Linked DNA regions of Mus musculus: regions 1, 2 and 3 are each linked to region 4. The links are chromatin contacts, called in public HiChIP or PLAC-seq maps. All regions are on one chromosome and are shown on one strand. Each heading gives the region's core, a stretch centred on a gene start, on an enhancer-like site or on the middle of the called end of the contact. The rest is flanking DNA. Distances are from core to core; before and after follow the strand shown. Region 1 overlaps Ngef (neuronal guanine nucleotide exchange factor). Region 2 overlaps Sh3bp4 (SH3-domain binding protein 4). Region 3 overlaps Sh3bp4 (SH3-domain binding protein 4). Region 4 overlaps Trpm8 (transient receptor potential cation channel, subfamily M, member 8).

Evidence for each region. HiChIP or PLAC-seq counts read pairs in DNA pulled down with a chosen protein or histone mark.
Region 1: an HNF4G HiChIP or PLAC-seq map of pancreatic cancer cells shows a contact between it and region 4. The contact joins two enhancer-like sites. A contact is called at or near these places in 5 of 39 promoter capture datasets (the C10 cell line, hematopoietic stem and progenitor cells, liver and 2 more), 1 of 115 datasets of contacts at active chromatin or transcription factors (pancreatic cancer cells) and 1 of 9 other capture datasets (adipose tissue).
Region 2: a contact with region 4 is called in an HNF4G HiChIP or PLAC-seq map of pancreatic cancer cells. The contact joins two enhancer-like sites. A contact is called at or near these places in 3 of 115 datasets of contacts at active chromatin or transcription factors (epiblast stem cells, extraembryonic endoderm stem cells and pancreatic cancer cells).
Region 3: a FOXA1 HiChIP or PLAC-seq map of pancreatic cancer cells shows a contact between it and region 4. The contact joins two enhancer-like sites. A contact is called at or near these places in 6 of 39 promoter capture datasets (the 3T3-L1 cell line, HPC-7-derived erythroid cells, the SN4741 cell line and 2 more), 1 of 15 datasets of contacts at CTCF or cohesin (the NIH/3T3 cell line), 1 of 484 Hi-C or Micro-C datasets (myocytes), 14 of 115 datasets of contacts at active chromatin or transcription factors (the NIH/3T3 cell line, astrocytes, embryonic fibroblasts and 9 more) and 1 of 9 other capture datasets (embryonic stem cells).

What each region holds. Positions count from the first base shown.
Region 1 is chr1:87,484,100-87,488,583 of GRCm38.p6, forward strand. Ngef (neuronal guanine nucleotide exchange factor) reads right to left here. Exons shown (of 13, transcript NM_019867.2): 5 at 3,700-3,852; 6 at 2,057-2,186; 7 at 500-574. Among named protein-coding and RNA genes, the nearest start is that of Snorc, 16 kb to the left of the region's middle. Within about 2 kb of position 2,487, at least 31 of the 459 cell types and tissues checked have an H3K27ac peak or open chromatin away from gene starts, as enhancers often do. A contact at or near this core is called in pancreatic cancer cells, where this site is marked.
Region 2 is chr1:89,105,473-89,110,047 of GRCm38.p6, forward strand. Sh3bp4 (SH3-domain binding protein 4) reads left to right here. Exons shown (of 6, transcript NM_133816.3): 2 at 1,786-1,864. Among named protein-coding and RNA genes, the nearest start is that of Gm34331, 4.2 kb to the left of the region's middle. Within about 2 kb of position 3,324, at least 148 of the 459 cell types and tissues checked have an H3K27ac peak or open chromatin away from gene starts, as enhancers often do. A contact at or near this core is called in pancreatic cancer cells, where this site is marked.
Region 3 is chr1:89,075,764-89,080,406 of GRCm38.p6, forward strand. All of the region lies in intron 1 of Sh3bp4 (SH3-domain binding protein 4), which reads left to right. Among named protein-coding and RNA genes, the nearest start is that of Sh3bp4, 7.7 kb to the left of the region's middle. Within about 2 kb of position 2,733, at least 30 of the 459 cell types and tissues checked have an H3K27ac peak or open chromatin away from gene starts, as enhancers often do. A contact at or near this core is called in pancreatic cancer cells, where this site is marked.
Region 4 is chr1:88,355,424-88,360,188 of GRCm38.p6, forward strand. It overlaps Trpm8 (transient receptor potential cation channel, subfamily M, member 8), which reads left to right. Exons shown (of 27, transcript NM_134252.4): 19 at 4,229-4,320. Among named protein-coding and RNA genes, the nearest start is that of Gm51639, 26 kb to the left of the region's middle. Within about 2 kb of position 2,243, at least 21 of the 459 cell types and tissues checked have an H3K27ac peak or open chromatin away from gene starts, as enhancers often do. A contact at or near this core is called in pancreatic cancer cells, where this site is marked.

The DNA.
Region 1 (4,484 bases), core at 1,237-3,736, 870 kb before region 4:
GCTCATTGGTGGGGGCCAAGTGCCCAAAACAGTCACTTGATGGGCACACAAAGCTAGAGAAAGCTGCTGATGCCCACAGACAACCCATCACTGTCACAGGAGTCATCTAGGAGGACCAGAAGTTGGGGACACTCTTAGGCAAGGCTCTGGGTCAGGGTATACACCAATATAAGCTGGACCCTGGAGGATAGAGTGGGAACTGTGGGCTGCAAACAGGTGTTGGGATTGCAACAGAGTCCTATGCTGGTAAAGAGTACCAGGCAAGCATCTCCATAAAACATCCTGGGCACGTGAACAGGGGTGGGGTATTGCAGAGGAGACACTGACAAAACTGCATTAGGTATGAATTTTCCCCCCTTAGTGACTCTTCTGGACTGCAAAAGTAAATCTCAGAATAAATAAATGAAATGCTAAGAGATCACAGTAACAGAGGAGATCAGTAGGGACAGTGACCTAGAGGGAAAACGGACCCCAGGACACACCGGTGGAAACAACTCACCATTTCTAGCTCCTTGTGGGCATCCAAGGCGGTGCCTTCACGTTCAGACCTCTCCTCCACTCTCTTCAGGATATTCTGAAGGCAAGATGGAGCTGCGTTACCCCACTCTTCCTCTTCCCCTCCCCGTCCTCCCTGGCAGTGGTTATCATCTCTCAGGTGCAGCTTTAAAAATGCAACACACATAGCCCTTGGCTGGATGGACAGAGAGCACGGGGTCCTCAGCCAGGCCAGGGGTGGATGCCTTGACCCAGCATGCTAATGGGAAGCCCAGAACTCAGTAGTTTAGGCCCCGAGGGCCGGTAGATACTTTATGCTGTTGCAGAACCAGCGGCCCATCGAGAGCACAGCACAGAGGCAGTGCAAAGCAGCAAGGGACCCTGGTCACTCAGGCAGGGGTAAGGGCTCGCTCTGTCCCCAAGTGAGACACAGTGTTTACACGGGATCCTCCCTCCCTCCCACTCTCCCTCCCTTCTGGGGTGGTCACTGGAGGCTTAGTCATCAGGGTCCTGGAGGCCTGGCTGCCTGACTGGTCTCTTTACTGTAACACATCTTTTCTCCTAACCTTTAGTTTTCTTCAGTTCACAGTTAACATAGCTTCTCAGGCTGAGTATAACCCTGTCTACTCTGTACTGGCCGGTTTTGTGTGTCAACCTGACACAGCTGGAGTTATCACAGAGAAAGGAGCCTCCCTTGAGGAAATGCCTCCATGCGATCCAGCCTTAAGACATTTTCTCAATTAGTGATCAAAGGCGGAGATCCCATTGTGGGTGGTGCCATCCCTAGACTGGTAGTACTGGGTTCTTTAAGAAAGCAGGCTGAGCAAGCCAGGGGAAGCAAGCCAGTAACATCCCTCCATGGCCTCTGCATCAGCCCCTGACTCCCAAGTTCCTGCCCTGTGTGAGTTCCTGTCCTGAATTCCTTTGGTGATGAACAGCATCGTGGAAGTGTAAGCTGAATAAACCCTTTCCTGCCCAACTTGCTTCTTGGTCATGGTGTTTTATACAGGAAGAGAAACCCTAAGTCAACTTTCCTCTACGCCTGCTCTCACCCTCTGTAGCAGCCACAGTGACAAATGTCAGCCACATCAGGTGAGGATGGAACCTGAGACATCCTCCCCCTCCCCACCTCTTACCTACACCTCTGCAGTCCTTCTCATCATGCTTTATGACTCTTGTTTCCCCAGTACCTTTGAACTTTCAGGTTTCTCTATATACAGTGTTCTTTCTTCCAGATGTTGATGCCACTGGCTCCTCTAAGCTGAGCCTCACTTAAATCTTGCTTGTCTTTCTTGATTCCTCCAATTGGCAGTAACCAGGCAGGCACCCTCGACTGGGTTAACTCATTGCTAACCCTGACAGCTATGCCCACTTTTCTGGATATGTCTGCCAATCTTTACTTCTGGAATATAGCTGAGCCCTCATTGCTTGGAGCACAGTAAGGCCCTAATTGGCCCTTATTTAACAAATGGATTCTCTAAAATACTAGTGGAGAGGTAGAAGGAGCTAAGGCTTGGACAGGGGAGGCCTGTAGAGCCCAGGGCATGGTCAGGGGTCACACCTGGACCAGCAGCTTGAGTCTCGTGATCCTCTGGAAAGGCAAGATGAGGAAGGAGGAGAAAGGCAGGCCCTTGCATTTGGGGTCCAGCTCCAACTGTGCGATCAGTTCCCGGAAAGCGGCCTTCTCCTGTCTGAAGATCCAGACACAGGGGGCTGTCTCTGAGCTCAGGCCCTGGAGGTGTGAATAGAAGATGCTTCCCCCACCCTCTTCTCCCTCCCCTTCTCATTTTTCAAAATGGAAAATAAACTGTTCATGTAAACGTCAAGTAACAATAGTGGCTCCATATGCCTGGCCATGAAGACTTGGCAAAGCATGATTTGTGTGGGAGGGGTAAGAATCCCATTGTAGCCAAGGTTATGAATCAGACATACAATTAGATGACTTCATCAGGCAGGAAGCCGAGGCAAGGTAAACCCACGGAGAGATGCAACCCGCTGCAGGCTTAAGGCACCTGCCAGGAAAGCCTGAGCTATTTTTGACAGGTGGCCTGGCCACGTGGCCCAGTGCTGCCGAAGGCCAGGAAGACAACTGCCAGAGACTTACTGCAGGGTAGCAGCAGACATCAGGGCAGTCACTGTACCTACTGCTAGGGGGAGCAGAACCCCCAGCTGCACCCACAGGGCAAAGTTCCATGGTGACCAGCTATCCTGGGGATTCTTGGGAACTGCAAGACACAGACATCTATTCTGCTTGCTGCTTAATCAGAGAAGTAGCACCCGATTCCCACCACTTCCAAACAGTCACTGGGAAGCACCCAGATGAATGCCTAGATACTCAAAGCTTAAAATGTCCACTTCAACCATGTGGCTTGATAGAAAGGCCATCAAATCCAGATGCTATTTGAACAGTGGGCATGTGGCACACTGAAACCTTTCTGGCTCTACAACAGAGCCTAGAAGCCATGGGGAACTGACTCTGTCACAAATGACTAGAAACCCACCCACTGAGTCAGCTGCAGTATGCTTCTTAGTGACTGTCACAGAACTGCCACCTTTGACCCACAGCTTCTTAACACAGTAGCTGCTGCCATGTGCCAGGCAGAGTTTGCCAGCCTCCTCAGGCAACCTGGGTAGATTTGTCTGTTCTAATGAGGCCCTCAACCTTGCCTTTGTTCTCAGGGCACCCCAGAGACCCCTGTACCTGGACTGTGTATGGGACTGCAAACCTGGTCTTGATTTTCTACTATAGGTTCTCATACTGGAAAGACTTTTGTCTTGCTTTGTTTGGTTTGCGTGGGTGGGTACCAAAAGGCAACCCCTTCCTTGTGGTCCAAAGGAAGGTCGTGAAATGGGAGACTGTCTCCTAGTTCACATGCAATGCATGACAAGCCAAGACTCCTTTCTGCCCACCACTGGCTTTCTTACTACTTCAAACCTATATTTCCAATGTTCTAGACCTTGGATCATCCCTGTGGCTATACATTCTTTCCTACAGGGATTTCTTGGCTGTTCTGGAGACAGGTCTGGAGGCTTCAGATGACTCCCCTGGAGCACAGGCAGACTACTGGTTTTCTAGTGACACCAAGATCTCAGGGAACATGCTAGAGTCAGATGCTCTCACCCACCTGGCTAAATTGTGTGACTTAGTGTGGCCCTGGGGAATGCCCAGGCAAGGATGGCTGAACCCAGGCAGGGTATACTCACAGGAGCTGCTTGTATGTCCTTTCCTGGTAGGTCTGGTTACTGACGTAAGTGATATAGACCGAGAAGTGATCAGCTGCGTAACGGTACACGATGTCGCACACATCCGAGATAACAATGTTCTCCTCCATGCGGTGCTCTAGCTCCAGCAAAAACCTGCGAGAGACAGAGGCTGGGCTGAAGGTCCCTGAAGGTGCCTGGAGATTAGTGTGCCGGGCTGGACAGACCAGCACTCTCTCCCAAGGTCGGTGGGACTCTGCATGCTCTGTGCTCCTCTGAACACAACAGGGAACAGCCATGGTTTTAGGTGGATAACACCACCAGAAGTATGCAGAGGGAGAGAGGGCATGAGGCTCATCTTTTAACTCTTACTGTGTACTGATGTGTTTGCAGGTGTAACAGAATGATGCGCAAGCTGTGTCTCACAATGGTCCCCTGGGTACTAGGAGTGGCAGGGATTGGATGAACCTAGACTGGCATCATGGCCACCACTCATTAAGCCAATGGACAACGCATGGGGAGTGTAACATGGGGGTCTCTACTTCTGTGTTGTGGAATTTTTCAAATTAAAATCAGAGTTGGTGTGTAAATAGCAAGCTCAGAGATTGCACGGGTTGCTCTGGCATCGATGAGCCATCACCCTTAGAAGTTACTGGATAGGAGGATAGGATGGCTGCCAGCAGAGGCAGAGACTCCGAAGAAAAGGCAGGTGTCAGTGCAAAGGGGCAACTGGAGGGCCCACACACAGACAGCAAGAGCAATCGGGCTTCCACATGTGACACTGAGTG
Region 2 (4,575 bases), core at 2,074-4,573, 750 kb after region 4:
ACATTTTCCATTTCAGCAAATCACCTTGTCATAATATGTTAGGGCCTTAATCTCATTTTACCACCTGAGAGATTCTCGCTGCAGATGGAGTCACATTCTGAGATACTGCAGCCTGTGGGGAGGTCGTCTAAAAACGTGGAAACAGGACTTGCTGGCCATTCTGGAGTGTGGACAGTTGTGTCTCTCTGTAGTTTACTGCCTGAATTTGATGGGATGACGGCCACAAACCTTCTTCGCTCGGCACTAAGCTAAGGTCAAGCTCTGAAATTTCATGTCCCCCAGGACCATGAGAGATGAGCAGAGTGACATGACCACCTTTTTGGAAAAGATGGCGCTTTGAGACTCCTGAAAACACATCAATATTGTCCTCTTGGTGTTGGGGTCTGGAGGGGGTTACCCAAAGTTTTTCCACTGCTGGCACTGGTGTTTTTTGAAGCAAATGTCGAGATGTGGGCACCGGACTTTACAGTGACTTGGTCTGCCCCACATTCATTCTTAAGGTTTAACTTTGATGTTGTGACAGCTGATGGACCTTGGCTCCTTAGTCATACCCTTTCTTTCATTGTGCAGAGACCTTGGGTTTCCAGAGAATTAGAGCAGGAGGAATAGACATGAACAATGCCCACTGTTCTGTGTGCTGGGCATCCCAGCATAGTAACCCCCAGCCACCTCTCCCTCCCATTCCCCAGTACTGGGATGGCAGGTGGTTAGTGGGACACCTCTGCGTCAGCCTGGTTTTCTGTGCTCAGGGTCTCTTACCCCCTTTTGACATGAGCTTTCTGACTGTGAAGTCCTATAAGTGCTCTGACAGGGCTTACCCAATACTTCGGAGTCTTTTGACTTCAGAAAGCTGGCCCTTCTCCAACAAGCCAAACAGCTGAACAGACCATAGTACCCGGAATGGTCCTTACCCTTGGTGTCCTTTGGGATTGAGGTCTGTCTTGTTCATGAACATTTCTCCTTACGTTGTCCTAGCCTCTCAGGTGACATACGTTAAGCTGAGTGATGTTTTGCTGATGCCCACGATGCCAAACTCTGCCTCTGTGTTTACAAGGCCCATTTGTTTCCTCGAGTGGCATTTGCTGGGGTGCTTTGGTAGGACAGCTTTCTTTACTTTCCACCTTTCGGTACATCTGGGATTCGTATTTCCATCGAACCAGAGGTGAAGCCCTGTGGGTGTGCGTGACGTAGATGCAGGGACAGGGACACAGAGGTTGGTTTGTGAAGGTATGGGGCACGGATATGGGTCTGCGTGTGTGACAGCTGTTACGTGTAGAGTGGCATTTGAGGTAGGGAGGTGCTCAGAATGGACCCTTCTCCTCCTACGCTGCCCAGAGCAGCTTTCCTATAAATGTGCACAGCCGTACAAGCACCCCAGTTCTTGAAAGTTGACGTGTGGTAGATGGCGTCGGGAACTCAAGCCTTTAGCCCCACCATATCTTACATGGTGTATGGTGATCAACTCTGCCCTTGCTGGTGGTCATTCTGTGGCTGTCTCACTGTGTCACAGAGATACCTGAGGTGTGTCACACCTGCTCCATTGGGCTGGAATCTACCTGGGTTTGGCTGCTGCTCTATAATAACCAGTGGCTGGAGCAGAATAACCAGTGGCTGGAGCAGAGGTAGCCCAGAGATGGTTGCTGTGTCCTTCCAGCAGCGCAGGCCTGGGAGGCCTGCAGTGACGGATCTGCTGCCTAACTGTCTATCTCTACCCCCACCTCTGCAAAGACTTACAACAGAGTCGACTCTCAGAATCTTCTCACACTTGCCCTTTCTGTCTCCTAGGGCATCCCTCTTCTCGAGGATGGAAGGTGGAGTCTTGGAGTTTTTCCTCTGACATCAAGAGGCCAACATCCCCCAGCAGGTAAGCAGGCCCTTAATAAGGTTGATCCCTTTAACCTCTACCCAGTAGGGCAGCATTTGGTGCCTGAGATGCACAGGCCAGTGAATGCATATCAGGGTTAGAGAGGAGGAAGGCTTCCAGCACACAGAGATTCACAGAAGCAAGGGGAAATAACTTTCAGAAGTTTCCGGTGATGTGTCCTTTCACAGGTATCACCAGCACCTCCCTTATTACCCACCCCCCCTTCATCTTCTCCAGTTCAGTGAGCCCTGCCGGCAAAGGTCAGTTGCCTGAGGCTGGCACCTGTGTGTTTCCGGGATGGCCACGTTCCTGTTTATTTTCTGAGAATTCCCATTCATGTCCTATGGACAAACCAGCCCAGCAGCTTGCTGTCTCTGGTGACAGCATGGGGCAGGGCCAGTGGCCTGTCCTGCCTTTGCACAAAGGAGCTGTTATTTTAACATGAGTTTCTCAAGTCCAGTGATGAGCAGTTGGTTCCATTGGCCCTGAGGTTCGAGATCACACACACGCACACACCCTTTCCAGGAGTGTCGGGAGGAAGGGCTGAAGAGGATTAGTGGGTACATGGTGTTGTGTTCTTGGATTTGTTTCTGATCTTTCCCATCTGACTGCTGGTAGGACTGTCACTGTCCCCAGTAAAGTCAGTGGAGGAGGAATTTACACATGACATGGCGGCACCTTGTGTCTTTCTGGCTACTACCTCTGAGTGCAGAGTGCCTGCTCTGGAGGCTGCAAAAGCAATTTGAGGACCAGCTGCTGGGTCATGTCATCTTCCATTCTGGAACATATATGCACTTTCATAAAGCCCACTGCTGGCTACAAGAGTTGTTCAGGCATTTTCTTTAAATCCACGGTGCCCTCTGTGAAGCCAAGAAAGCTCCTTGGTATTTGTTTCTACGTCTCTGCTGATCTTTTTTGTCTTGTCTGTGTTCGAGTCCACATGTGCACTAGGGTAGGGAGAGTGCCTGGGTGTCCTGGGATACCACAAAGTATGCAGGAGCTGTCAGCCCTGGCTGGGGTCAGTGTTCAGGCTCCTGAGGTCTGGGGGTTTAATGCCCAGGAAGTGGCCAGCAGCAGGCCTTTTCCTTATAAGTGCAGTTCCTTGCCCTGTGGATGGTGATGTGTTTGGGTTGTGGAAACAAGCTGAGAGCCATCCACATTCCACACATTCTTTTGGCCTGGCATTGGGGGCTTGGGGGGGGAAGGGCTCTGAATTTACTATGGGTGGCTGTGGCTTGATTCTCTCTGGGTGAACACAGTGGTTTCCAGAGGGTTGTGCAACAGGAAATGGGGCAGGGGGCTGCTTCTGCTCTCCCTCTTCAGCCTTACTGCTCTTGGTTATTCGGGTCGAGGCTGGTTGAGCAGGCCCTATTCTGATCTGTGTTGGAGGAGACTAAAGGGTGCGACTGCTCTTTGGCCCCAGCACTTTCCTGGGTGGTATTTGTGTGGTTTGCTTTTTCTGGCGCTCTGCCAGATGCACAGGGCCAGCGAGATGTTAGGGAAGAGGAAATAGGAGGTGCCCTGGGGTGACTCTGTCATCTCAGGCGAGCCAGTGGGCCTTGGTGTCTCCTACCTGAGAACCCAGTGTGCTGAGGTAGGCAAAGGGTGCTTACCCCGAGATGATATATCTTTGGGTGCAGTTCAGGGACTCCCCGTCAGTCATCACAGCACTCAGAAAGCCCAACACTTGGTGGCTGTGATACATAGTGGTCAGTTCCTGTGATTTTTGTCCCAGGAAAACAACTGTCCCATGTTCTCAGTGTTTATATTCATAGCCTGATTGGCTCAGAGGTCATTGTGATAGAGAGCTGCCCAGCGTTTCGATGCCCAAAGTGCTGCGCTGCCATTTCTGTTGTTTACTTAGAACACCTGCTATATAAGGTGCAAAAGCTTAGCCTGCTCCTGACCCCAGTTGGTTCCAGTTGAAAATCTTTTGCCCTATGACCATGCATATTGCTGCTCAAAGTGATGGGGGCAGTGTTCAAGTCATCTTTGAGGCCAGTGTGACCAGCCCGTGTACCTGTGATAGATAGATAGGGGTCTTGCTTGATAGGTTCGTTAAAAGGCGGGAAAAGTCTTAAGCACCACAGGTAACATTGTAGAAATTGTAGAAACACTGCAAACAGGAGCAGGGAGAGTCAGCAGTTGAAGGAAGGGTTTTATGAGGTTAGAAACACAGGCATGCAGCAGGCACACAGAGAAAAGGCCCTCTGTCTGTAAAGCCGCATGTCTTTATGCCTGCAAAGGGATATCAGTCTCTTTAGGGCTGTGTGTGTGTGTGTGTGTGTGTGTGTGTGTGTGTGTGTGTGTGTGTGTGTCTGTCTGTCTGTCTGTCTGTCTGAAGTTTTCTCTCCCCTAATTTAGGGTTAGTTAGTTTGAAGACAGGTATGATGAATGTTGGTGGGCCCACAACTGTTATGTGACCTGTCCTGACCTAGCCTTGAATTTGCTGAGGTGGACCTTCAGCAGGGAAGGGAGACCAAAGCCTCCAGGACTTTTATTTTAGGCTACCAGGCTTTTGTCTCAAGTCTGGAGTGGGGAGGTGAGGAACCCTCCTCTTGAAATTCGACACCTTTATTACCTAGCCATGCGCTCCCCCTCCCTCTAGTCTGTCTACCAGGGAGTCTGTCTAACTCGTGCTCTCTAACCTGAGACAGTTCAGAGCTCAGCCCAGCAGGTAAGAACAAGCAGGGAGCCTGAGGTCATGGAGA
Region 3 (4,643 bases), core at 1,483-3,982, 720 kb after region 4:
TGTGTGTGGCACCGATGGAGGTCAGATCAATCTGTCACACTAAGGAGCTACCCACTGTTTAATTTTGCCTGCCTGTATGACTGTGCACCACATGAGTGTCTGGTTCCCGAGAAAGTCACAAGAGGGTATCTGATCCTCTGAGACTGGCATTACAGGTGACACCATCTTGTGGGGGCTAAGACCTGAACCCAGGTCCTCTGCAAGAGAGACAAGTGCTTTTAACCATCTCTCCAATTCTCCTCTACCTTGCTTTTGAAAACAAGGTCTCCCACTGGCCTCAGATTCACCAAGTTACCTGGTTGGCCAGTGAGCCCCTAGTCCTGGGGTTGCAAGCATGTGCTACCATGCCAGCTTCTTGAAGTGCGCGGTGGGGGATTGAATTCAGGTCCTCCTGTTTTACAAGGTAAGCACTTTACCTACTGAACTGTCCTCCCAGCTCATCTATAACTTTCAAAAGTTCCCAGATGATGCTCACATGAACCCAGGCTTCAGTATCACTGGTGTGTGTGTGTGTGTGTGTGTGTGTGTGATGTTTTCCCTGGTGCAGAAGATTATTCAAGGAAGTGCTGTGTGTTTGGGAGGAACAGGCAGAGGCCAGTTTCCCCAGCTGCCTTCTGGAGTCTTGTGTGGCCTTTTTATCACAGGGTAATGGTAGGTCCTTCCTTGCTGGGTTTTGGTTGCTTCTGGTTTGGAAGAAAACTGGCTAGAAGGGATTTGGTCCTCAGGTGTGTGTGATGAGGTGATCTTGCAGGTTAAAGCAGGGGTAAGGAGGTCCAGCAGCCTTCCTGGGGACCATCCAGGTAAAGGAGGAAAAAGGTCCAGGGCTCTGTCAAGGGTCTTTTTGAAATCATTGGGCTTAGCACACAGATAATGGGTGCTTAGATTTACTCCACCATGATGAGCAGTAAAGTAATTTTAAAGCCTAGGCATGCTCTTTAACAGCATTAGGTACACCGGAGAGAAATGCCCTTCCACTGTTAGCCATGCTTAGCAAGACATCGTCAGCCCCAGCCAGCTATGGTTAGCAGGTCTGGTAGGGAGGAGACATTGGATCCCCTCGGTGTAGTATGTATAGTATTGGAGGAGACATCAGGTCACAGGCAGGAGAAGAGAAGAAACACAGGAGAAAGGGGACAGGCCTGGGCTCTTCTCTGCTTTGTCGGCTCTGGAGACTCACTGTGAAGCTGCCACCTTGGGTCACCCGTGAAGGTGGGCCGGAAGGCTAAGGGTGTGCCGATGCCGAAGCAGGTGGCATCGGGTGCTGTGTTACAGTAAAGAGAACTGAGAGTCCTAGGATGAAGGCCTGGAGGCTTGCGGGTTAGTTCTGAAGGAGCTGTGCTGTTAAGACAAAGGAGAAGAGTTTCGAGTAGTAACAGAAGCAGATCCATCACTTGAGGGTAAGTAGATAGACAGGATGGCAGGAGCTAGGGTAGGGCCGAGATGCTCTCAGATATTCAGGGGCTGACATCACATGGGCAGTAGGATTGAAGGTCCAGGGAAGGAGGGAGAGACATTCTTCAGGTCTAGCAGCCTAAGAACAACCTGCAAATACCTGCCCAGGTGTTAATATCTGCAGCTCTTGCACAGCCTTTGTGAGGGCTGGTGGCGGGCTTTTGTTCTAAAGACATGGCTCATGATGTACCTTCATCCCCAGGGTCCATCAGGTCTCCCCAAACAGAGCCCCCCCTGGTCTCCCAAGGTCAAGAGCTGACCCGTACCATTTATCTGTCTATCCAGTGTCCTTTTGCCTTTACCTCTGTGTGTGTGGTGGTGGTGGGGGGGGGAGTTAGTCTACCTGTGTGTGTGTGGGGGGGGGGTTAAACATGCCTATGTGTGGGTGCATGTGTATCTCTGTGCAGGTGCATGTGTGTACATGTGTATGTGGAAGCCAGAGGACAGCCATGGCCATCAGTCCTTTACTTTATGAGACATTCTCTCTGACCTGGAATTCGGCAGTAAGCTCCAGGGGTCGGTTGGTCAGTCTGTCTGTCTGTCTGTCTGTATGTCTTTGAGTCCCCAGTACTGTGATTATGAGTGTGTGCTGTCACACTCTGCTTTTGCTTTTATTAGGTTCTGGAGATTGAACTTAGTCCCTTTACTGGCTGACCTCCTCCCCTGTTCTTTATATCTCATAATCTATGCATCTTCTAGGCACAACGGGGTGCACTGGCCGAGTGAAACGCAGTGGTGACTCTGTCTGACAAGCCTAACTTTCTCTTTTAAGGTATCTTGGCACTCTAAAAACTTAGCATATATGACCAGAGTAATTCCTGGCTTATTTTATGAATAATAATAAGCTTACTTAAAATGCTGTCAGGTAACCATCACAGAGTTGTATACAATTGAATTTTTAATTCAGGCAGATATACCCTGCCTTTGTCTATCAGTCTTATGTTATTGCTTTTTGTAAAGGGGCTTGAACGTTCAATAGCTTTAGGATACAAAGTTGTCTGTGGAATATGCTAAAAAATTCAAATGCATTTAAGTGTTTGAAATTCACCAAGGACTATGGCTCTGACAGACAGCATTGTCAGAAGTTTGCATGTAGTCCATGCATGTATGGAAAATCGGGGTACTACCAGAAAACAATTCACCTATGAACTACTAATGCATCGTGCTGGTCCACAGCAGCCTGTGTTCTGTGCAGCCCAGTGGCACTAAAGGGGTGAGCAGAGCATAGCCACATGGTCCTGGCTGCTACAGTTTATTCTCAGCCAGACATCCTATCACAAAACTTGTGTTTCATTTCAGAAATATGTTCCTAAAGCCTTTCAAAGAGCAGTTCTATTCCTGGCAGGTACTGGGAAACCTTTGAATAGCTCACCTTTTAAGGGTTGGGGCCAGGAAATGGCATTTGAATTTGGTACCTCTCCAAGACCATAGTGGAGATAAGACATCAGGATCCATCGTTATTCCTGTGCGCACCACCACACCGAGTTTGGCTTATGTTTTTATCAGAATTAGGAGAGAGTCAAAGGACTTGTCATTGTTTGGACACACACACACACACACACACACACACACACACACGCTCACACACGCTCACACACACACATACACATGATACCCACTTGAAACAACTGTGATTTTTAACATAAGAGTTTCTTCTGTGGTTTCAGATTCTTTCTGACTTTATCGGACTTTCCCCTCTGTCGTGCATTGCGACATGTCTGTAAGTAGCTGTTTCTTTGTGGTCTGTCAAATCTGAAATGGGCTAGTTTGCATAACCAAAGTCATCCAGGAAGATCCTGGCTGGGAATTAAGTAAATGAAAGCCTATTGGGGGTTCTCCTAGCGCGCTGCATTTGTACCAGGCCGTCGTGGCAAACAATAGCTGAAAGAGACTTTGGTGAGCTAGAATTTGAGAAGTTCCTTTCCCCAGAGGCCTCTACAGTGGCCTTTGGCTGGGCCAGTTTCGAGTCCCAGTGCAGAAGAACCTGGGCTTCCCCGGTCTTTCCTTTTGAAGTTGGGTCTGTAAGTGTTGACCTCAGGGCGGACCTCTTGCTATTGGGATTTTCAAAGGATATCATGAGAAGTGTCCACACCCTGTCCCAGGTAGATTTGGGATTCATCCTGACTTAGGGCCTCTTGTGAGTCTTGTGTGCACACTTCTGTTCTTAAATATTGAGTAAATGGAGCATTTTGTGGTCAGGGCAGTGACCTGATGGAGGTGTGACCTGGTCAGGATGTCTTCTCATCAGAACAGAGTACTGGGTTTTGGTTCTTTGGACCTTCCAGCTGACCTTTAAAGAGCAAGTGTGTTTACCTTGCCCTTTGTTCAAGGTCCTGGGAGGAGGAGGAGGAAGAGGAGGAGCCCCGTAGAGGGAGAGGAGGGGGGTAAGGTAGAGGAAGAAGAGAGATGAGATACTGCAGTTTGTGCTCCAGGACCCAGACGTAGGTTGGTCTGCTCTGCCTGAAGCAGAGAGAGACTCTAGGAAGGGAGGAAGCAGCTTGCTAGAGGATCCTGTGCCTTGCTTGGCTGGGGCTTGGGGAAGCATGGTTGCTGCACTGTGAGTACTTTATAGATGCAGGAGTTGTCCACAAAACAGATGCTTTTTCCTTTTCTAAAAATTATCACTGTTCCCCCCCCCCCCCCCAACCAAAATCTGTTTCTGCATTGAATTTGCATTATTACTCAATAACTAAATGTTCCTTTTAGAACACAGGAGAGTGTTAAAGGGGAGGAAGTTCACAGCAGTAGTCTCCACACAGATGACGGAGCCATTCACATTTTTATGTGAGATTTGAGGGTACTACGGCATGGTGCTTCTGGCTACAGGGATCTGTTTTGGACAAATACTTTTTTTTTTAAGGTGCTTGTCTGAAGTCGATGTTTTCAGGTTGATAAATAGGATCTGCATTCCTGCTTTTGACTCTAGGTTCGTGTTGAGGTTCATCATGCACATTTTATATTTATTGAGACGGGGGGGGGGGGGGTCTCAGTATGTAACCCTGGCTATCCTAAAATTCGCTGAAGAGACCACGATGGTCTTGAACTCGTGGGAGATTCTCTTGCCTCTTTCTCCAGAGTGAGGGGGGGCTGGTAGTAAAGGCATACTTAACCGTGTAACCACACAGTTCATAGTTGCTCTGATCATAAGCTACATTCAGGGAATATCTCATAAACATAAGCATCGTTCAGTA
Region 4 (4,765 bases), core at 993-3,492:
ACAAGGCTGGTCTATGGAGCTGGTGAGTTTACTGGGGTAAATGTCAAGAGAGCATCTGCATCATCAAAAGCCCACCCAAACGACTCATGAAAGCTGCGTCACGGGAGCTCAAAGTCCAATCTGTGAGCAAATTTCTCCACTGAAGAAGCCTGTCCCCAGCAATGGTTGATCATCAGTTTCCTGGGATGTGCATATTTTAGGATCTTTGCTTCACCATTGAATCCAAACTCTACCCCAGCCCTCATAGAGCAGGTGCATCTTAGTTTGGGTTTTACTGCTGTGAACAGACACCATGACCAAGGCAACTTTTATAAATGACATCATTTAACGGGCTGGCTTACAGGTTTAGAGGTTCAGTCCATTATCGCCAAGGTGGGAAATGGCAGCAACTAGGCATGGTGCAGGAGGATCTGAGAGTTCTACGTCTTCATATGAAGGCTGCTAGTGGAAGGCTGACTCCCAAGCAGCTAGAGCAAGGGTATTAAAGCCCACACCCACCAGGCCACACCTACTCCAATAAGACCATACCTCCCAACAGTGCTACTCCCTGGGCCAAGCATTACAAACCATCACACTGAGGTAGCAGATGTTGAAGAAATGTTTGTTGTTGGTGAAGGAGGTGCTGTCCTGACTCATGGTGGAAAATGTCTCAGCAAGTCCTATCAGATTTATCTGTCACTCTCTTGTCTCTTCTGGACCCGAACCTTAAAATATACCCATTTAGCAAGTATTTGTTAGGTATACAACTCATGGAGTATTTACAGATTACAAAGTACAAGGCTCAGGGGTGGAAGAGATTTGAAGGGGAAACATACTGCCTTTGCCCTGACTAGTCTAAGAACACTGAGTTGGCTTATGTTGTCATGCCAACTCTCTCTGGTAGATTTTTATGTGCAGTCTCCAGGACTCCTGGATTGCGAGGGATTCTGGGGCCCTCTGTCAATTCTTAGTATGTCTTAATCAATTAATGATGTCTGCTATGGAAGTGAGGGCTGGGGGGGGGGGGTTGGGTACCTGTGCCCTATATGCCTGTCTTTATGATTAGTAGGTAAGTGGTGTGGAAGATGGTGGAACGTCAGCAGAGGTGGAGGAAGAAAACACACAGGATGGCCGGAGTACCAGTGTACTGACTATAGTTCTGGAAGGCAGAAGTCCAACGTGAAGTTGTGGGTTGGGTTGACCCCATAGAGTACTGTGAAGTGACTGTTCTGCTGTGCTGTCCCCTAGCTTCTGAAAGTTTACTGGCCATCTTTGTCACTCTGTGCCTGACGGATGTGACACTCTGACCCGCAGCCTCATGCCCATATGGTGCCCTCCCTATGTGCAGGTGTGTCCTAATTTCTCTGTTTCCTGGGGACAACAGTCATGTTGGATCAGGACTCCATCTCGACCTGTCAGCGCCATCTGCAGTGGCCTGATTTCCGAACAAGGTCACGTTCCCAAGCAGAGGGCTGAGGACTTAAGTGTAGAGATACAGCTCTTCCACATATGGCCTCTCTCCCTGTGGCCAGCCTTTACTTCCAAGTTTTCTTCTGGCTTGTGATGTGTCACTAGTAGAGTGGAGCTGGAATATTCTGTGTGTGATAATCAGAGCCAGGGGACTCTCGACATTCAGAGAACTGCTGGACCAGAGGGTCAATTGACTCACAGCCGATAGGGAATTAAGCCACGAGCATTGGATGGACAGGGGTAGAAGGGACAGGGGAGGAAAGAGGCAGGGAGAGGGAGGGAAAGCCCAGCAGGAGTTGCAAATACACGGTGTGCAGTAATCTGGTTTCTTTGGTCTTTCCCTGTCTGGGTGCATTTTCTACTGAAGAGACCCTTAAGAGATGCAGAAACCTGGATCAGGTTGTCTCCTCTTGTACTGACCCCATCAGGGAGTCTGCCGAGCTCCCTAGGTCCTGACACATGCTCTGGTGGTCCAGGGAGCAGCATCAAGCAGGGTGATTTGTTTTAGACGTTCATTTGCTGTGTGTATCAGGAGCCAGAGCTGCTATTGTCATGTTGTTGAGAATGTGTGTTCTTAATACAGGACAAGGAATGTGCTTGTAAGTCACCCCTGAGGGTCACCATGGTTATGGGACTACTGAGGCCAGAGATAAGGAGACATACAGAGGGATCCTGCCTTCACTTTCTTCTGAGCAGAGAGAAACCCAGGTGGCCTTTCTTGGAACAACAGTGAGGCCCTGTCTTTGAGAAATCTGTCACTAGAGGGCGCTATTTCCCTTTGTTTCTGCAAGTTCCTCACCTGGGTTGTTCAAGGAAAGGCTCTGCAGGCCTGTGCAGTCTTAATGGGCCAGACTCACTCATGGTTGTTAGGAGAAACCCCTAAACAGGACATTGTCTGTTTTAGATTGTGCCTGGGACTCAGATACCCATGCTCTCAGTGAGGAGGGACGTCCCTTGCCCAGAGCGGGGATGTTCACAGCTAATTTGACCTCGCCAGTCCCCAGTGCAGACACAGTTGTTAACCGACTCCTAGTGGAGCTAAGCAGGCACTGTGGATGTTTGTTTATAGTGTTGTAAGTTCCACCCTGCCTTCTCTGAAAGCTCCTTCAGTTCTGAGGCTGTCACAGTGCAAGAGATGGTGAACACATCCTGGTATTTCAGGAACACAGCTTAGAGCTGCACTCTCCCCCCTTAGACAAGAGGCGTCTCTTCATTAAAAACAAAACAAAACACCACCACCACCACCAACAACAACAACAACAACAACAAAAAAAACCCGAAATCTTTTCTCCCTGTAGTGGCATTCTTGTGGCCCAGGCCTCTTCTGTCTATTGGTTCTGTAATATGGCCAGGCTTCTGAAGTCACTGAGGCGAGACGAGGCTGGGCTGGGGTTGTACAGATCAGTGTGTACCAGCCTCCCAGCGGGAATGGGAAAGAGAACAGGTGGGCAGGGCCTGTGCCAGCCACTTCCGAAGCATGGAGTGGCAATGGGTTTTGCTGCCCTGGGGATCAGCACTGCCCAGATAAATGGATGCTCCTGTGTCCTCCCCAGGGTCCTAACCTTGCGCCTGTCTCCTCACAGTGGAACATGGTCTGGCCCGGGCTGCCCAGACCTGGGGGACTTCACTGTTCCACTGTGATCTGGCAGTGTTCCCCTCCTTTGGCAACTCAAGCTGTGCATCCTACATCCCAGATTGCAGGGTTTCAGTGGATCTGAGAAACTCACTATCCCCAGGATGGGCACCTAAGTTTAGGCTTTGGGGTCAGAGGCAGAGAAGGTCATAGGATATATGAGTCCCAAATAGACTTGGTGGGTGAGTTCATGGGAAGACAAGGACATGAACATGGGAATCAGAATCACACCTCAGTGAATCTTCTGTCCCCTATTTGAGCTGCCCCTGGAGTCTGGTCCTTAGGCTCCTAGTAGCCAGATTCTGAGCAAGTAGGCAAATGAAAAGATCAGACAGCTAGGTTGGCATTCTTAAAAAATCCAGTGTGTGGAGCCTGTCTTAGTTAGGGTTTCATTGTTGAGAACAGACATGATGACCAAGGCAACTCTAGTGAGGATAACATTTAATTGGGGCTGGCTTACAGGTTCAGAAGTTCAGTCCATTATCATCAAAGCAGGAGCATCCAGGCAGGCATGGTGCAGGAGGAACTGAGAGTTCTGAAGGCTGATAGGAGAAGACTGGCTTCCACGTGGTTAGGAGGAGGGTCTCATTGCCCACCGTCACAGTGACACACTTCCTCCAACAAGTCCATACTTCCTAATAGTGCCACTTCCTGGTCCAAGCATATTCAAACCACCACGGAGCCCAATTAATAATCTTTCTTCCCTGTAGACATCTTTTAAAAGATTTCACTAATCAAGTTGTTCTGTTGTGTGTGCCAGAAATAATGCACTTACTGTAAATACACAACTCTACGGCAACTCATGACAACTGGATGGTACTTTGTATTTGTGCAGGGCTCAGTCTACACCGCTGTCCGTGGTCACCGCGAGGTTCCATGTTTCTCCACACAGGTCACTTTCATTCCCTGAGGCTTCATTTTTGAAGGGTGGGAGAACACAACTCCTTTTCTTGGCTCTGATGGCTGCACATGCCTAAGGGAGCAGCTATCTTTCTGGTCCCCTTGGATCAGTGGGGTTCTGGTAGGGCTCCCTTGACACAAACAGTCTCAGAAGTGTCCTGGGAGAAACTGAGTGGACACTTACAAGTCTAGCAGAGACTGGTGTCCACGATGCCCATTGCTCTGTCTGTTCATCTTTTGCTGCAGTGGTACATGAACGGAGTGAATTATTTCACCGACCTATGGAACGTTATGGACACCCTGGGACTCTTCTACTTCATAGCGGGTATTGTATTCCGGTAAGTGGTTCTTGCCACCTTCCCAACTTCAGGTGTAAATCTGGGACACCTCAAGTCCATGGATAGGCCTGGATTGTCACTTCATCCCCCATCAGAGGTGATCATAAGAGCCCATTGACTCTGCCTTGTGGAGACACAACTTGGCCACCATAAGTTTCTCCTCACTCTGGGTTCTTGAAAATTTCCCTTTTTGTTTTTCAGACAGGTTTTGGAGGGGGGCATAATTACAATCCAAGGAGAGGTCACTGGGGATGTTTAGCATCTTCCAATGTTAGTTCATTTTGGCCCATTTAATTGAAGGTGCATGTGACCTTAGCCAGCATGCTGGCCCTGCAGTCACTCTTCCAGGTACCAGTGTATCTTGCAAACCTCAGAGCTAGAGTGTGTGAGAGTTCAGGTAAGTCTAAAACATCAAAGGCCCTAAAGTGAGGTAGGGAGGTGGCTC